2 separate regions of the Sus scrofa genome follow, and region 1 is linked to region 2. The links are chromatin contacts, called in public Hi-C maps. All regions are on one chromosome and are shown on one strand. The core of a region is the stretch at or near the end of the contact, and the rest is flanking DNA. Distances in the headings are between cores, read along the strand shown. Region 1 overlaps DAB2IP (disabled homolog 2-interacting protein). Region 2 has its middle 59 kb from the start of GGTA1P.

Evidence for each region. Hi-C and Micro-C count contacts between places; a contact is called where the count stands out from the background.
Region 1: a Hi-C map of retroperitoneal adipose tissue shows a contact between it and region 2, with 1.7 times the contacts expected there. The contact joins two enhancer-like sites. A contact is called at or near these places in 3 of 47 Hi-C or Micro-C datasets (embryonic fibroblasts, epiblast stem cells and retroperitoneal adipose tissue) and 1 of 2 datasets of contacts at active chromatin or transcription factors (skeletal muscle).

What each region holds. Positions count from the first base shown.
Region 1 is chr1:261,825,079-261,827,966 of Sscrofa11.1, reverse strand. All of the region lies in intron 3 of DAB2IP (disabled homolog 2-interacting protein), which reads right to left. Among named protein-coding and RNA genes, the nearest start is that of DAB2IP, 94 kb to the right of the region's middle. Within about 2 kb of position 1,471, at least 25 of the 83 cell types and tissues checked have an H3K27ac peak or open chromatin away from gene starts, as enhancers often do. A contact at or near this core is called in retroperitoneal adipose tissue, where this site is marked.
Region 2 is chr1:261,645,851-261,648,642 of Sscrofa11.1, reverse strand. No RefSeq gene overlaps it. Among named protein-coding and RNA genes, the nearest start is that of GGTA1P, 59 kb to the right of the region's middle. Within about 2 kb of position 1,267, at least 15 of the 83 cell types and tissues checked have an H3K27ac peak or open chromatin away from gene starts, as enhancers often do. A contact at or near this core is called in retroperitoneal adipose tissue, where this site is marked.

The DNA.
Region 1 (2,888 bases), core at 222-2,721, 180 kb before region 2:
GGCAGCAAAGGTGGGGAGCAGTGCCCTCCCACCGGAAGGGTCCTCTGCCCAACACAGTGTCACCCCCGCCCTCGGTTCTCCCCTCGCAGCCTATGGAGAACCAAGCCACAGTGTCTTAACCTGGGGTTGAGCCCTCCGCAAAACCAGCCCCTCACCCCACATCCTGGCAATCACCAAGACTCTCCTCCCCAGCTGGCCCCTGGCCCTCCCTCCCTCTGGGGGGCCTCCGCCCAGCTTCCCCTCCACGTCTCTGCCTGACCACAGCCTTTTTCCTCAGCCTCAAGTCCAGTCCGAATGCAGCCACCATCACGCTGGCCCTGATCTCTCCAGACAGATGAGCATTTACTACCAGGCCCGGGGGGCTGAACCCCACCCCACACCACCTTCCCACCTCTCTCCTCACCTAATTCTCACGGGAACCCAGCGGGACTGAGGTACTGTACCTCAGAGAGGCCAGGTGGCTTGTCCAAGATTGCACAGGTGGCAGGTGGCCAAATGGGATTTGAACCCCATTCAACAGACTCCAAGCTTGACTGCATTGGCCCAAGCCTTGCCTTCCCCACTGCCCACGGGCGGCGCACAGGGCCACAAGCCAGCTGACCTGCACACCGTGCCCGCTCATTCCAGGTCGGAGAGGAAGAGAAACGTGGGCACGCCAGAGGCAGGGCGGAGCTGCTGGTGGAGATACAGCCAGGCCCCAACAGCAGCTCATTGTGAGGCTGGAGCAGGAACAACGGGACATTGTCCCCGTCCCCCGGCTGCAGCCTTATCTGATAGCCTTCCAGCCAACCCATGAGCTGTTTTTCAACTCCATCCTTTTTTTCTCTTAAAAGGTTAGTGACACAGAGGTTGAGCAAATTCCCCATTATTTCAGGGAGGGAGGGGACCTGAAAATAAACTTCTGATAATTAAAACGCCCTATGTGACATGGGAAGGAGATTCCCAGCTAGGAGCTGGGTAAGCTGAGAGTGGGACAGGGACAGCCTGGGAAGTAAGAGGCTCAGAATCTTCCTCCAGAACTCAAGTGGGCAGAGGGAGCTGCTGAGCAGGCCCCAGAGGGCAGGGCTGAGACCAGGAGAGGCTGATTCCAGCTCAGTCACACTGTCCCCAAATGGGCCAGGCTGGTTCGATTCTAGAGAGGTGGACACCCCGCCTCTGGAAGCGTGCTAGCCAGAAGACCTCTTTCAGATCCGCCACAGAGGGGCTGTCCCATGACAGGCAGGCTGCAGCGTATGCCCAGGAATAAACACACACCTGCAGCTGGGGACAGGCAGCAGGGCAGGAGGCCCTAATGACAAATCTAGCCCCCGCTTCCCTATAAAGCACACAACCTTAAGTACTTTAAACTCGTTCAAGTCTCCAGGCCTCCGCTTCCCCATCTATAAGTGGGGAGAAGTGACACACCTTCTCACAGAGCTGCTGCGACAATCAACTGAGACGACGCAGGGGAGGTGCTCGGCAGAGCAGGGGTCAAGGCCACTCAGGACAGTCTGCTCTGTTCACTGCCTCATGGCCAGGCACCCCTAGAGGAGCGAGGGCACAGCTGTGAACCAGGCCGACGAAGGACTACATGCTGTTACCAAGGCTGATGTTTCTAGGATAGGTGACACCCCTCAAGTTTGGGGTGACGAGACAGGGACTTCACAGACCATTCTGTTCCTTTTTCCCCTGACCAAACCAATCTCTTACCTTTTCCAGGCCTCAGTTTGTCCCATCTGCAAACAAACTCTACCCAAATGCTCTGGGATGCTGCCTTCCCCCCACCCCCCCTCCAAAGACCCATAAAAGCCCTTAATTTCCTGAAGTGAAAGGAAAAGAGAAGAGGATGCCTGGGGGTGGGCGGGAGATCCTGCTGAGCGGCCACTTCAGCCCCTCTGTCTGTGACTACGAGAGAGCAGAATCCCCAGCCCCGCTTCCCACCCACACCCCCGTGTGGTCTCAGGCCCCTGCCCACGGCCACAACCATGCCTGGAGGGGGACAGAAATTCTGGACAAGGTTGGTCTCTACGGAGGAGGTGTCCACTGAGGGCTGGCAGGACCTGTGGTCTCTGGAGTCAGGTCAGAACATGCCAGCCATGCCTCCACCTGTCACAGCCAGGCAGGTCCAGGGAACTGTGCTGGAAACTTGTGGCCACAATATAAGGGGCCAGGTCCTGGGGCACAGTCAGGGTGAGGGCAACGACCTCCTGGGAATTAAGCAGCAGGAAACAAACAGCACAGCCTCCCCGCCCTGGAATATTCAGCAGAGCCACCTCTTCCCCAGGCCCAGCCTTGTCCCGCTGGCCTGGGAACCAGCTGCTGAGGCCAGTGCTCCCTCCTGGCCCCGCTGGGGTCCCAAGGGAGGGGAGAAGAATGTAGTAGCCTGGTGGCCCCCAGGGCCCTGGGGAGACAGAGCCTGTCCTTAAAAGGCAGGGAGGCTGGCCGCACTGCCTGGGAAGACAGAGCCTGGAGGCACGGTCCCTCTCGCCCTGGGTTCTGAGGCAACGGGGCAAGTCCCAGCAGCCCCTAGAATTGGCGTGATCTGTCCCCATACTCCTACTGAGCCCCAGGAGCCTGTGCGTCCCAACACCAACAGGGCTGAGCTGGAAAAGGAGGGTCCACACCCTGGCAACCAGGACAAGATGGCTCCCCACGGGCCACGGTTACTGTGCAGCCCGAGGCCTGGCTCCTGGGGACCAGATATGCAGGATGGTCCATGCTGCGGCAGCCTGGACTTAGCAGGCAGTGCTGTGACAGGTGCTCTGACCAAGGCACCCACATCACTGCACAGCCCTGGACCAAAGGAGGCGCCGCCCCAGCAGAAACGGGGAGCATAGCTCCAGTAGGTCTGAGAGCCCTGGCTCATGGGGCGACCCTTCCCGAATACACCCAGTCAATCCCAAGGATTT
Region 2 (2,792 bases), core at 18-2,517:
TCCCGTATTGCTGTAGTGTAGGCCAGCAGCTACAGCTCCAATTGGACCCCTAGCCTGGGAAATTCCATGTGCCACAGGTGTGGCCCTAAAAAGAAAAAAAAAAAAAAAAAAAAAAAAAAAGGGCTGAATCACTTTGCCATACACCTGAAACTAATAAAATTTTGTCAATTAACTATACTACAATTTTTTTAAGTGATTAAAAAAATAAACAAAAAGGGAAGGGCCCTCGATGCGCATTCAGGAACATTGGTTCACACACAAGAATTCATAAAGCACCTATGAGGTGCCACCCTGGCCCTGAGAAAGCAATGATGATCCAGGCAGACAACCTCTGCCCTCCAGAGACCCACCATCCAAAGGGAGAAGCAGGCAATCAGCGTGTCATTAGAGTCAAGTGTGGCATTAGGTCAGAGGGGCTTCTAAATGAGGCAACATTTACATAGGTCTGAAGGATGAGTCAGAGTTAGCCAAGTAAAAAGGGGGTTGGAAAAGTGTTTGAACAAATGGGAACAGCATGCTAAGGGCTCAGAGGTGAGAGAGAGCATGATTGGTAGGAGGGAAATGAAGGATTCAGTGTGATGGAGCTCTTGGGGTACCAGGTGGTGGTGGGTTGGGGGTGTGGTGGTGGTGAAGAACCTCAGGAGGCAGACTTAGGAATGTGGACCTTCTCCTGAGGGCAATGGGAAGCCATGGAGTGTCTTAAGCAGGTAGCGACTTGCTCAGATTTACATGTGGGAGACTTCAGAGATAGAGATGAGAAACACCCATTCACAACCCAGAGAGACCCAGGATTAATCAGTCACCCAAGGCGAGACCCCCCTCCACCCTCCTGCAGCTCCCTTGACAGGTGAGGTGGGTCAACATGGCTTGCACCCCTGCAGGGACTGAGAACTCACTACCTCTGGAGACAGGTCCATGATTTAGCAGGCTCCGTGAGAGCGCCACAGGCCTGCTCTGGGAATCCGGTCAGGGCACTGGGATACCTGAGGGCATTTAACTCAGCGCGAGGTGGGTCGGGCGGCAGCACGGCGGCGCGGATAATAGCCCGGCAGCTGGCGCTGAAAGGCTCCCGAGCCACCTACGGGGGAGACTGGCTCGTTGCGTGCGAGCGCTCCGGATGCCACCTGGTAAGGCTGTCGGCAGGATGCTGAAGAAATAAATCTGTTCCTGAAGATGCGCCGCCCCCCTCCCCACCGCGACAGCACCGCACTCCCTCCCACCACCACTCCTGCCTCTTCCGGGAGCGGCTGAACCTGCCCCGCAGCGCCACCGTGTGGGCGACGCGGGTCAGGACAGCAGGAGGTCGGTCAGCTTCTGGTACTAAGCGCTGGGTGAAGAGCCCACATTCTATAAGGCCTTTCAGGGCTGCAAGCCACACCAGGTCCTATTCTCATTACATTTAAAAAATGTATTTCTTCAGAATGGAAATATATTTGTGGATTATTATTTGTATTTATTTAAGTAATACATGATTACTGAAAAAAAAATGAACTCTGTAGACTTCATATAAAGCAGAAACTGAGTTTCCTCCCCACATTCAAACCCCCCCCAGCCCCAGACATCCACTGATTGCGTTTTGGCAAATAGACTTCTAGATTTTTCTCTATAGAGAAAACATATGTATATATTTCTATTTGTCTCACTTATTTTGTTTCCTTTTCTTTATTTTTAATATACATATACATGTATGCAAATGAGATCATATTACATGTGCCTGTTTTATTACTTGCTTTGGTTTATTTTATTTTTGGTCACATTTGTGGCACCTGGAAGTTCCCCATCCAGGAATCAAATCCAAGCCGCAGCTGTAAACTATGCCACAGCTTAACCCACTATGCCGCAGTGGGAATTCCCCACTTGCATTGTTTTTAAAATTTTTTTTGTTAACTATAGAGATAAAAGAATATTTATCTAACGTACGTACAGTATATGAATCAAATTGAAACAAACCCTGCGTGACCATCACCCAATTTAAGAATATTTGGAGTTTCCATCGTGGCGCAGCAGAAATGAATCTGACTAGGAAAAATGAAGTTGCAGGTTCGATCCCTGGCCTTGCTCAGTGGGTAGAGGATCCGTCATTGCAGTGAGCTGTGGTGTAGGTCACAGACACAGCTCAGATTCTGCATTGCTTCGGCTGTGGTGTAGACAGACCTGCAGCTGTAGCTCCGATTTGACCCCTAGCCTGGGAACCTCCATATGCCTCGGGAGCGGCCCAAGAAATGGCAAAAAGACAAAAAAAAAAAAAAAAAAAAAAAAAAAAGAAAGAAAGAAAAATTTCTCTCCTTTCTCATCCCACTCTGGATTGATTCGTGTGTGTGTGTGTGTGTGTGTGCGCGCACGCGCTTTTTAGGGCTACACACGAGGTGTGTGGACGTTCTTAGGCTAGGAGTCCAATTGGAGATGCAGCTGCCAGCCTACGCCACAGCCACAGCAACGCTGTGGGAATAAGACCACATCTGTGACCACAGCTCATGCAAACCCTGATACTTAACCCACTGAGCGGATTGAACCTGTGTCCTCATGGAAACTGGTTGGGTTCGTTACCACTGAACTCCTGATTTGGTATCTTTTATTAACCCATGTCATCTTTTCATTCACGTGTTAGTTTCTCATTCTTTTAGTGCTTGCTCTAGAGATTACAACACGTATCCTTGACTTATTAAAATCTAATATAAATTAGCACTCTTACCACCTGTGGGAAAATGCAGGAACCTTAGGCCACTATAAACTCCATTTACCCCCTCCTGACTTATACGTTATTATCATCTGTTACCATCTGGCATTTTAAT